Regions from separate parts of the Mus musculus genome. Here all the other regions are linked to region 3. A link is a contact called in public HiChIP or PLAC-seq data. All regions are on one chromosome and are shown on one strand. The core of a region is the stretch at or near the end of the contact, and the rest is flanking DNA. Distances in the headings are between cores, read along the strand shown. Region 1 overlaps Cnih4 (cornichon family AMPA receptor auxiliary protein 4). Region 2 holds the start of Wdr26 (WD repeat domain 26). Region 3 has its middle 37 kb from the start of Ephx1.

Region 1 (3,729 bases), core at 427-2,926, 180 kb before region 3:
TAATAATACTAATGGTGACTCATGGCTGGCCTGGCCTCTGAAGCACCTTCTTTGGGTAGCTGACCTTAACTCAGTGCAGTTGTGAGGTCTCCTTCCACAGCCCATCCTGCTCCTATGTGGCCTAGCGTACAAGCGGTTCTTGGTCTGTGAGCTGTGAGGATAAGACCCAGGCGTCTTCTCCCTCATTCTCTGTACTACCACAGACTACAACTGCCAAGCTGAATACTTCGGGATTGATACTGCTCCTTCTTGTCACTTGAGGTGACATCAGGACAGGAAATACTCAAGAAAAATCACCTCAGTTAAAAATGAAATAAAGGGGGCTGGAGAGATGGCTCAGCAGTTAAGAACACTGGCTGTTCTTCCAGAGGTCCGAGTTCAATTCCCAGCAACTACATGGTGGCTCACAACCATCTCTAATGGGATCTGATGCTCTCTTCTGGTGTTATCTGAAAACAGTTTCAGTATATTCACATAAAAAAAATTTTTTTTTAAAGAAAAAGAAAAAAAAAAAAAAGCTGGGGGGGTGGTGGCGCACCCCTTTAATCCTAGAACTTGGGAGGCAGAGGCAGGCGGATTTCTGAGTTCGAGGCCAGCCTGGTCTACAGAGTGAGTTCCAGGAAACCCTGTCTGGAAAAACCAAAACCAAAACCAAAACCAAAACCAAAACCAAAACCAAGGAAGGAAGGAAGGAAAAGAAAGAAAAGAAAAAGAAAAAAACCGGGCATGGTGGCGCACGCCTTTAATCCTAGAACTTGGGAGGCAGAGGCAGGCAGATTTCTGAGTTCGAGGCCAGCCTGATCTACAGAGTGAGTTCCAGGACTGCCAGGGCTACACAGAGAAACCCTGTTTCGAAAAACAAAAAACATAAAACAAAACAAAAGGGCCTGGAGAGATGGCTCTGGTTAAGACCATCTGCTGCTCTTTCAGAGGACTCGGGTTCAATTCTTAGCACCCACAAGGTAGCTCTCAACTGTCTATAACTCCAGTTCCAGGGGATTCAACACCCTTGCACAGACACATACACAAGAACACCACCAATGCACATAAAAAATAAAAATAAATAATTTTTTACAAATGAGACACAGCCAGGCATGGTGGCGCATACCTTCAATCCCAGCACCTGGGAGGCAGAGGCAGGTGGATCTCTATGAGTTTAAGGCCAGCCTGAAAGTGGGTTCCAGGATACCCAGGACTACACACTGAAACCTTGTCTTGAAAAACAATGAAAATAAACAAAAAAGAGAAATATATCTTATGTGCAAGGATCAACCTTGTTCTTGATCATCTGATCAAGATCAACCTTGACTAACAAATGACTCCAGCGCATGGACAAAACTCAGCCTTACTCAGTTACCAACAGAATAACCAGTCAGGCTCATTAAACACACAGTGTACAGTGCAGGTTAAATGCTGTCGCTGATAATTTGAAGATTTTGAGTTTACTATAGATGATAAACTCAAGCACTTCATAGCACTTAGTTCTTGCTGCAATCCCATGAGGTAAGTTTTAGTGAGAGCCCATGATCAGATGAAAACCCAAGGTACAGAGAGGCTAAGTAAGAAGTGCACCCTAAATCTCACAATAGGTAGTAGAGCCCAGATCCCACTGGGTGAGCAACGTGGCCATCAGATCCAAGGCATGCGCTCCACCCTTCTCTAAAACAATGGGAGCATTTCCCCAAAACTTTACTTCCATTTAAGGATTCCCTGAATGCAAGCTGAGTGAAAGGTACTGGAGCAGGTGTGAGAGAAATGGAAAACCCCTGAAATAAAAGCTGACAATCTGGTGATAAAATCTTTTTTAAACAAAAGCATCCACCCCAACCATTTCAACTACGGATCACATTCAGGGGGTAAGGTAACCACGATGTACCCAAAACAAGAAGCCGACAAAGGCAAACGAGGATAGAAAAGGGGAGGATGCACCCCACAGGGTACAGCAGCCCAGACTAAACAGTGCCTCAGGCTGCCCACTGGTAGCAGTAAGGACCACACCCTAGCCCTGCCCCTAAAGTGCTACGCTCTCTCTCTGTCTCTCTTGTTTTCTTATTTTTGAGATAGGATCTTGCTGTAACTTGGGAACCATGGATCTTACTAAGTAGTCCTGGATGGCACTAATTTGTGATTCTCAGCCTCTCAAATGCTGAGATTAAAGATGTAAACCACTATGCCTGGCTAAAATAATGCTTTACAAACCAGTATCTTGGGGTGGAGACATAGCTCAGTGCTTAAGAGCACTTCTTGTCCTTGAGGAGGACCAAGTTTCAGTTCCCAGCACTTGTATGGCAGCTCATAACTGTAACTCAAGTTCTAGGACATCCCCTTCTCTCTGTCTGTCTGTCTGTCTGTCTGTCTGTCTGTCTGTCTGTCTGTGTACATACATATGTATGCATGTACATATTTTTCCTTCTGGCTTTTTGAAACAGAACAGTGAAACCTCTCAGCTAGACTCTATGAGTAAAGAAGACCAATGGCAGTTTTAAGTATATCAATCACCTCAACAGCTAAGAAATAGGTGGTACACAATGGAGTACTACTCAGCTATTAAAAAGAATGAATTGCCGGGCGTGGTGGCGCACGCCTTTAATCCCAGCACTCGGGAGGCAGAGGCAGGTGGATTTCTGAGTTCGAGGCCAGCCTGGTCTACAAAGTGAGTTCCAGGACAGCCAGGGCTATACAGAGAAACCCTGTCTCAAAAAACAAAAAAACAAAAAAATAAAAAAATAAAAAGAATGAATTTATGAAATTCCTAGGCAAATGGTTGGACCTGGAGGGCATTATCCTGAGTGAGGTAACCCAATCACAAAAGAACTCAAATGATATGTACTCACTGATAAGTGGATATTAGCCCAGAAACTTAGAATACCCAAGATATAGTGTGGTGGTTTGAATATGCTTGGCCCAAGGACTGGCATTGTTAGATGTGGCCTTGTTGGACTCGGTGTGGGCTTTACTACCCTTGTCCTAGCTTCCTGGAAGTCAGTCTTCCATGAGGAGCCTTCAGATGAAGGTGTAGAACTCTCAGCTCCTCCTGCACCATGCCTGCCTGGATGCTGCCATGTCCCTGCCTTGATGATAATGGACTGAACCTCTCAACTTGTAAGCCAGCCCCAATTAAATGTTGTCTTTTCTAAGACTTGCATTGGTCAGGGTGTCTGTTCACAGCAGTAAAACCCTAACTAAGACAGTTAGATCGAACACTAATTTAATGACATAAAAAATGAACACAGCTACAATAAATTCACATAATTTCCAAAAGTGTTACAATGTTAATTCAAAATTCTCCAGTACAGTAATACCTCACAAAACAAAGGCAGGCATGGTATTCAGAATGAAAGCTATTCTAAACTTACCTATAGAGATACATGAAGAAACAGAGCAGGTAGAAACCAAGCTTGATCATGGCTTCTTTCATGTGTGACTTTAACTGTCCCCGGTTGTGTATTTCTGTTGGATCAAATACTCCCATGTTGCCACTTGGCACCATAATGAACCTGACAAAGGACACACACATTAAAAGACACTCAGATCTCAGCATGAATACTGAAAAACAGTTTCAAAATAGCAGTGAACCTGCAAATGTGAGCCAAGTACTGCAGCCTCAAATTCAGACAAAATAGAGCTGCATGATGAAGTCTACCATTTGGTTTTCCTCTGGAAGCTACTGTTAACTTTTCATGTAATTTTCTCCCCACTGAAACAGACAGAGTAGTAAAACCTAATAAA
Region 2 (3,556 bases), core at 343-2,842, 230 kb before region 3:
AACTAAGCTCCTGACTTGATCCACCTGAAGGTTGCTAGGAACCAGTAGATTACGATAAACCATTTTTCAGAAAGTAAATTTTGCCTAAACACTAACAACCTTCATGATAATGAGATTTCTAAAGTTGCTGTACAGGGCTCTATGAGGGCATTGACTATCTAGTAATTCTGGCTCTGCTGGATATACTGTCTGTGCCCTATGAACCTCAGCTAAAATGAAGGTCTGTCTCAGGTGAATACAAACACCGTATGTGAGTCACTTTGCAATTACAGCTGACACCTGAAAGCATATTTAAAGCATGACAGCCACAATGCTAGATCTCTGTAAGACTGCCCTGGTCTCTGTCTCTCTTCCCAGTCTCAAGATGAAGAGAGCTCAGGATTCTTGACAAATCATAGGCTAATTTTTATTACACTTCTAAATTTAAAAAAGGCTGTCCCCAAAGACCTAAAAATTACTGAGCTGTGAGTGTTGTAAATTTCAGAGACATAAGATGTATTGCTTAAGGCTGTTGGGTCTGTTTGTTTGGTCTTTTTGTTGTTGTTTTCCTCCCAAATGGAAGTCACGTCAGGAAAAATATCTGTCCACACCAGGTCTACATGCTACGACCCAAGTCCATGAAACTGACTAGGGCCCCATGGACCATTTGCCACAGAGTAACATAGTTACTCAGTTCTCTGCTGCTGTGTTTCTCCACTCAAGAAAGCCGTTTAAAGCGCTGGGACAGTGAAACTCCGGCCACTTGAAAATTTCAAACCAGAATCTGAAACGGTGCCCCAATCCCACCCCTCGGTCAGAGGTACAGGAACCAGGAACAAGACATCTGAGCGAGCACTTAAAAGAAAGACAAAACAAACCTAGTAAAACTCCAAAGCAAAGCGCCTCTACACACCCTCAGCCTTTGAAACGTCTTGCCCCCACGAGTTGTTGTTTTTCCTCCCAGAGGGAAGGCAGTTTACGGCCGACTTCGCCTTCCCAGGGTGGAGCACACTCAGCTCTGCTGTCATCTCCCTTGTCCTGGACTGACACGGATACAACTGTGTGTGGTGCTTGGCTGTGCAAGTTCAAGTGTTTCCACCCTAAACCGAGGCAGTGGTTAAATCCTGAGTGCAGAGCAAGAAGCCGGTGGCCAGGGGCCTAGCACACCCTTGTGCTCGAAGTCACAAGCTGCAAAACCAGGCCGCCGGCGGCCCCACCCTGGCCCGTGCCAGTGCGTCTGCGGCCCCCTCCACGCCGGCCGCTCGCTCCTTTCTGGGTCACTCAGGGTGCAGGGCGAGGACGTGATCTCCGCCTCCCACCCTGCAGGGCCCCGGAGCGAGGCTGCGAACTTACTGCAGGCCGAGCTCGCACGCCTGACCCGGGGAGCCAGGGCGGCCTCGCACAGGCGGGCCAGGTCGTGCTGAGTCGCGCCTCCCCGCCGGGGCCGGACCCCCACCCCCGGCCGCCCTCGCCTTCACCCCACGGCCTCACCCCGGCCGCCGGACACACACGTGCCGGGTGACAGCCCCCTATAGGTTCCATACCTGCTGCCGGAAGTGAGCGAGGAGGGCAGTATAGGCATTTCCTGTGACGCCAGCGCCCGGACTCCATTAGACAGCAGCTGGGGGAAGAATCAACACACCAGGGAGCGGAGCGGCGCGGACCCAGCACCGAGGCGGCCGCTGCCTCCGCCGCCGCCTCCGCCGCCGCCGTCCGGGCTCCCAGCTTCGGGCCCGCGCCCCCCCCAGTGCCCGCGAGCCCCCGGGCCGCGCCGCGAGCGCCTCCGGAGGGGGGGGGAAGGGCCCGGTCCTCCTTCTCCCCCTCCTCCCGCCCCGCCGACCCCCGCCGCGCCCCGCCGGCCTCCCACCACGGCCTCTCTCGGCGAGGAAACTCTGGCCTCCGCTTCCTCCTCCTCCGACTCGGACGCCGGCGGAGCCTCCCCGCCCCCGCGAAAGAAGCCCCGAGCCTCGGCGGCGGAGGGAGCAGGAGAGCCCGGGGCCTCGGCGGGCCGAGCAGGCCTCCCCCCCCCGCCCTCGCCCTCGCCGGCCGCCTCCTCCTCCTCCTCCTCCGTGGTGGTGGTGGTGGGACTGCCTCCGGCCGCCCCCGCCGCCCCGCAGCGGAGCAGCGGCCACAGCCTGGTCAGCGGCGGCACCATGCAGGCCAACGGGGCGGGAGGAGGCGGCGGCGGGGGCGGCGGGGGCCAGGGCCAGACCCCGGAGCTCGCCTGCCTGTCGGCGCAGAACGGGGAGTCGTCCCCTTCGGCGACGTCCGCGGGGGACCTGGCCCACGCCAACGGGCTCCTGCCTGCCGCCCCCTCCGCCGCTGGCAACAATAGCAACAGCCTGAGTGTCAATAACGGGGTTCCCGGCGGGGCCGCCGCGGCCTCCGCCACCGCCGCCGCCGCCCAGGCCACCCCCGAGCTGGGCAGCAGCCTCAAGAAGAAGAAGCGGCTCTCGCAGTCCGATGAGGATGTCATTAGGCTCATAGGACAGCACCTCAATGGCCTAGGGCTCAAGTAAGTGTCCGTCCTACAACTGGTGAGGGCCAGGCCGGGGCCGAGCGGCCGGGTGGGTTGCGGGGACCCCGGGGCCCAGTGCGCAGGAGGCCGGGGACAGACAGCCCTGGGGGGGGGGGCGGTGGAGGGGAGGTCTAGGAAAGGGAATCGGCCCGATGTCTTAAGGCCAGCCGAGCCGCCTGGGCTGGGGAGGGGTAGTGGAAACCCAGGGCGACCCCTCCCCGCGCACCTCCAGAGCAGGATTGTCTGTCCGGGAAGGCGGACACCGAGGTTGTTTATGCTGGGGGAGGGGTGGATCAGAGCGGTGGAAATAATGAACCTTGGAGGATTTGTTTTTCAAGTGTGTCTCAGAGGCATCTTTGTGGGACACCTCCCCACCCCCACCCCTGACCGACAGCAGCCCAGGCAAACTACCAATCAGGAAGGACAGTCGCCTACAAGTGTTTATGGGAACTAAGGGGCTGGCATAATTTGGAAAGAGGCTGTCGAGTAAATCTGATGGGAATAATGAAGTCAGATACCCAGTGGAAGTCATGCAGACAGAGGCCGTGTGTGTGTGTGTGTGTGTGTGTGTGTGTGTGTGTGTGTGTACACACTAGAGGCCTAGCACTAGTAAAATCCCACTTCAAAACCCAGAAGGTTTTCTTTTGAAAATGTGATGTCAGGTCTGGTGAATCATTGGTTTTCAAATACAGTTTGGGTGGTCATTAATGTAGGGTGAAGGTAGACAGCGGGTCCAACCAAAACGCATCTGTTTTGAACACACAGGAAAGAAAAGCTGAGGGAGTTGAGGTAGGGTTGGTGGGAGTGTCCTGGAGCTGAGTGAAGGTGGCAGAGCCAGGAGCTGACAGTAAACAAGCAACAGTTTCTTAGAGTCAAGGCGAATTTGAAGGCAACCAGACCAGGGATTTTGGTTTTGTTTGGTTTTGCTTTGTGTGTGTGTGTGTGTGTGTGTGTGTGTGTGTGTGGAGAGAGAGAGAGAGAGAGAGAGAGAGAGAGCGCACCCGTGCATTGGTTGGGAAAGGGGCAGATCTGCATTTTCTCAGTGACAGAAGTATTTCC
Region 3 (3,753 bases), core at 863-3,362:
TCCTCCTCCTCCTCTTCCTCCTCCTCATCTTCTTCTCCCTCTTCTTCTCTTCCTCTTCTTCCTCCCCCCTGCTCTTTGTTTAGACAGGCTTTCTCTGTGTAGCCTTGGCTGTCTCTGTGACAGCCAAAAAAAACTAATGTTTCTCTATGCTTATATCCAATGATTTGGCTAAGTCATATTTTAGTTTTTTTTGAGGAAATTTTCTTCATACTGACTTCCATGGTGGCTGCATTAGTTCACATTTCAGTCCACAGTGTATAAAGATCCCTTGTCAGTTTTGACTGTTGTTTCCTGGGCTGTTAAAGAATATTCAGTTCCATAAATTACAGCTTCTTCATGAATCTGCATGCATTGCTGACTATCACACCTTTGAGACCCAGCCTCCAGCAGGTCAACACTGGCTCCTCTTCCAAGATAATCTAGAATACCGCTTACTACCTGCTGTAAAATAAGGAGTGGAGGTTGCTGAACTAACACACTATAGTCAAACCTGCTCTGTAGTCTGAGATCATGAGTCTCAAGGGCCCGTCCTTGAGTGAAGTACTAATATTCTCATCTTAATTAGAACATAGAGAAGAAATTGAGTTTTCACACTAGATCTGTTACCTTGCCCTCCACTCTAGCTTCACTGGGGCTTATTGAAGATGGTACTTTCCAAGAAACATCACCCCATGGCAGCCTCAAACTGAGGAGAGTATTAGAATATACTATGTTGAACCATGTATGCACACTCACGATGAAGCTACTCATGATGAGACTTAGGGAGACATTAGTAACAACTAATGATTCCGTTGAGTGTTAGCACTCTCTTCTGTACAGTGTTGCTGGCAGCGCTGGACCTGAGCTTTGGGTCTATTATTAAATGGAGTCAGGCTTAGACACAGCTCTGAGGTACTGTGATAATTGCCTCACAGCTGAGCACTGCTAGGTGACTAACAGGCACCTAGTATATACAGTTTGACGCAGTGGACTAAGGAGTAGCTTATGATGTGGGGGGCGGGGGAGGGCAGGACATGCTATCGTGACATTCTGAATGGCACACAGTTTTAAATGATAAATGATTTCTGAAGTTTCAGGTTGCAGTTTTCCCACACATAACCAAAGCTCCACACAAAAGGAGACCACTGGGCAAAGCTGGCATGGGCCATCCTCACACCCTGGATGCCCTTTCTTTAGATGGGGCTTCAGCAATGATCTCTGTATCTGGTCTCTGGGTCACTGCGGTTCAGTTTGCTGTCTGAAGTCCAGAGTGTGACTGCCATGTGCACACAGCAGATTAGCTGAGTCATTGGGACTGTGCAGTGTACAAAGGGAGAGGGGTGGGGACTCGTGCTCAGTCTGTCCTGACTCTCCCAAGGGCTCTGGATGCTATTGTGTACAGAGCCCCATGGGCCTGCTGCTTCAAGAAGGCTCAAGGTGCCAGCACTGAGCCATGGTGCACAGCAGAGCATGCTGGGATAATTATGCCCAGGAAAGGGGAAAGGCCTGGTTTGTGTCCCCAAGAAAAACAACAGCAGTGTTTCGGTCTCTCCCTGCAGCAGCCAGGTAGGGGCTGATTTTCTAGTTCCCTGGGCAGGTTGGCCATCTTTCCTGATGCTCCTACTTGCTACTCTCCTGATGATGTCATGCAGAGCTGTTCTTGGTTGCTTCCAGGACCTGAGAGCTGGGTCTGAAATGACAGTGGCTGTCTGTGCTGGCTGTAGTGCAGGCACTGGGGACCGTGACAGGAGCTGAGGGGACATAGTCTCACCTTCTGGAAACAGGTTCTGCTATGTGTTGAGCTTCAGGCTGAGTGAACTGCATGAACCTGCCCTGCAGCCAGGGCGCTTGCTCCCCAAGTTCCCACGGCCCCTACACAAACCCAGCCTCTGATATTAAGAATTACATGAGACTTCTCTTACAGTTTAAAGCTTAGGCCTTTGGCTGGGGCAGTCTCCCAGCTAGCTCATGTAACTTAAACTATCTTGCCATGTGGGTGCCTCCGTACCTCTCTACTCAGGACCACACTTGAGGCTGCCACCCTACCTGTCACCAGGGGCACCCTGTGTGGAGAACAGAGAGGTGGAGATACCTACAGGACAAGTGTCTGGTTCAGGTTAGTGACACAGAGGATTCAAAACTCAGCAGCTCCCCCTACAGTCAGGGAATCTCCAGGACAGTGAGCAACCTTCATTGCAGAAGAGCAGAGCCTCTCCCCCAGGCCCTGTACAGACTTGTAGGTTAGGATTGCAGGGCCAGTTGGAGAGAGATGAGGGAAAGGCTGGGAGCCATCCCTTCTCTGTGGTTCTAGAAGCTGCACCACGCACAGAGTTTGAGTCCTGTTCCTAAGCCTGGCGCAGGCTTTTGCTCTGACCCCCAGTCCCAGGGCTGTGCCTTCTTTCCCTGTTTGGTGACATAGAAAGCACCAATCTCAGAGCTGTGGGCAGGAAGAGAGAGTGAAACAGGACAGGAACACTGTTCTGTCACTGCTCTCAGCTCAGCACCCACAACAGCTGGATAGCTTTGAAGAAACGGGTGTGAGATGAACAAGCCCTAACGATGTGTACAGAGGCCTGTGCCAGAGAAAGCATCTGCTTTGTCTAGAGGGAAAATGACCCCGAATGTGCACCTTGGGCCCTGAAGAGCTAGTGAGCAAGCGTCTACCGGGTGGGCGAAGGGACCGAGGCATAGAGAAAAGCTGTAGCCTCCCCTCCCCCAGCCTTAATGGTTCCACTATTTACACCTGGATGGAGCTAGCCGCTCAATCGTTCTGCCACACCCACTGCTGGAGCCCGCTTTGCTGTTCCGAAGCCATCACGTGTTCACTTGCAACCTTACTCCAAGATTCTTTGGCGGGAATCGGGTCCCTCCCCCTCCTTCATAACTGAGTGTCGGAAATAAAAAATTGAGCTTTGATCAGAATCTGCTTTGACTTAGCTACATTTCTTTCTCTCGTCGCCTAGTCCCTCTTCTCTTCCAGGTTTCCAAAATGCCTTTCCAGGCTCGAACCCAGACCTGTGATCTGCTGGCCGGACACGACAAAAAGCCATTTAAATGCAAGTCGAGTTTGACTTGTGCAGAGGCCTGAGCAGGTCACAGGATCACAGATCAAGGACAGGTGGCAAAACCATTCCTTTGGGGAGGTCACCAAGAGCCTGGACAAGTCCTCGCCCTGAGTCTGCTTACTCAGCAGGATCCATGAACCCCACTGGGTGCCTGGCAAGGACTTGGCACGCTCCTGGCACCAATGCCTGCAGCACCTTCAGTCTCTGCCCCGGCATGAGAAGCATGGATGTCCTAGCAGTGTCAGCCCGGAGCTCCGTCATTAAACTACCTCATGCTTTTACATCAAGATGGTCGTCTGTTCGTGATTCTTGGGTGCGCGCCGAACGGAAATTGAGTGGGGGTTTCCCCACTAGGTTCTTTCAACAGACAGGTAGTTTTGGGTCCAGAAAGAAGACTCATACCCCAGGCTGGAAGTGGTGGATGTGGGAAGTGGGAAGATATAATCAGGTGAAAGGTAATGGGGCTCTTGACACAGCTCCAGTCCATGGAATTCATGTTTGATTTAGTCATGGGTATATTCTTCCTTCCAAGAAAGCGTCAACACCTAAGTTCTTCCTATTTTCCATTTCATAGGAATATTTCTGTCATGCCCCCTTAGCCCTCAACACTCCAGGATCTCCCTGCCTCTGCTCCATTAGGGAAAGCAGAGCAGAGGAAATCAATGTTCCTTAAAGCACGCTTCAGAGAATAAAAAGGTCATTGATAAAA

Evidence for each region. HiChIP or PLAC-seq counts read pairs in DNA pulled down with a chosen protein or histone mark.
Region 1: an H3K27ac HiChIP or PLAC-seq map of embryonic stem cells shows a contact between it and region 3, with 2.4 times the contacts expected there. The contact joins two enhancer-like sites. A contact is called at or near these places in 12 of 39 promoter capture datasets (the 3T3-L1 cell line, the C10 cell line, embryonic stem cells and 7 more), 1 of 15 datasets of contacts at CTCF or cohesin (large pre-B cells), 8 of 484 Hi-C or Micro-C datasets (CD8 T cells, the G1E-ER4 cell line, Th2 cells and 4 more), 6 of 115 datasets of contacts at active chromatin or transcription factors (the 230-238 cell line, embryonic forebrain, embryonic stem cells and 2 more) and 3 of 9 other capture datasets (adipose tissue, embryonic stem cells and liver).
Region 2: an HNF4G HiChIP or PLAC-seq map of pancreatic cancer cells shows a contact between it and region 3. The contact joins the promoter of Wdr26 here to the enhancer-like site in region 3. A contact is called at or near these places in 3 of 484 Hi-C or Micro-C datasets (brown adipocytes and embryonic stem cells), 4 of 115 datasets of contacts at active chromatin or transcription factors (the 230-238 cell line, embryonic stem cells, microglia and 1 more) and 2 of 9 other capture datasets (adipose tissue and embryonic stem cells).

Annotation. Positions count from the first base shown.
Region 1 is chr1:181,161,843-181,165,571 of GRCm38.p6, reverse strand. It overlaps Cnih4 (cornichon family AMPA receptor auxiliary protein 4), which reads right to left. Exons shown (of 5, transcript NM_030131.3): 4 at 3,357-3,497. Among named protein-coding and RNA genes, the nearest start is that of Cnih4, 13 kb to the right of the region's middle. Within about 2 kb of position 1,676, at least 5 of the 459 cell types and tissues checked have an H3K27ac peak or open chromatin away from gene starts, as enhancers often do. A contact at or near this core is called in embryonic stem cells, where this site is marked.
Region 2 is chr1:181,210,014-181,213,569 of GRCm38.p6, reverse strand. Wdr26 (WD repeat domain 26) reads left to right here and starts at 1,592. Exons shown (of 14, transcript NM_145514.5): 1 at 1,592-2,494. The coding sequence starts at 2,133. It overlaps Gm38664, which reads right to left and starts at 2,134. Exons shown (of 6, transcript XM_011238899.2): 1 at 2,071-2,134; 2 at 1,524-1,760. The coding sequence starts at 2,134.
Region 3 is chr1:180,979,045-180,982,797 of GRCm38.p6, reverse strand. No RefSeq gene overlaps it. Among named protein-coding and RNA genes, the nearest start is that of Ephx1, 37 kb to the left of the region's middle. Within about 2 kb of position 2,112, at least 24 of the 459 cell types and tissues checked have an H3K27ac peak or open chromatin away from gene starts, as enhancers often do. A contact at or near this core is called in embryonic stem cells and pancreatic cancer cells, where this site is marked.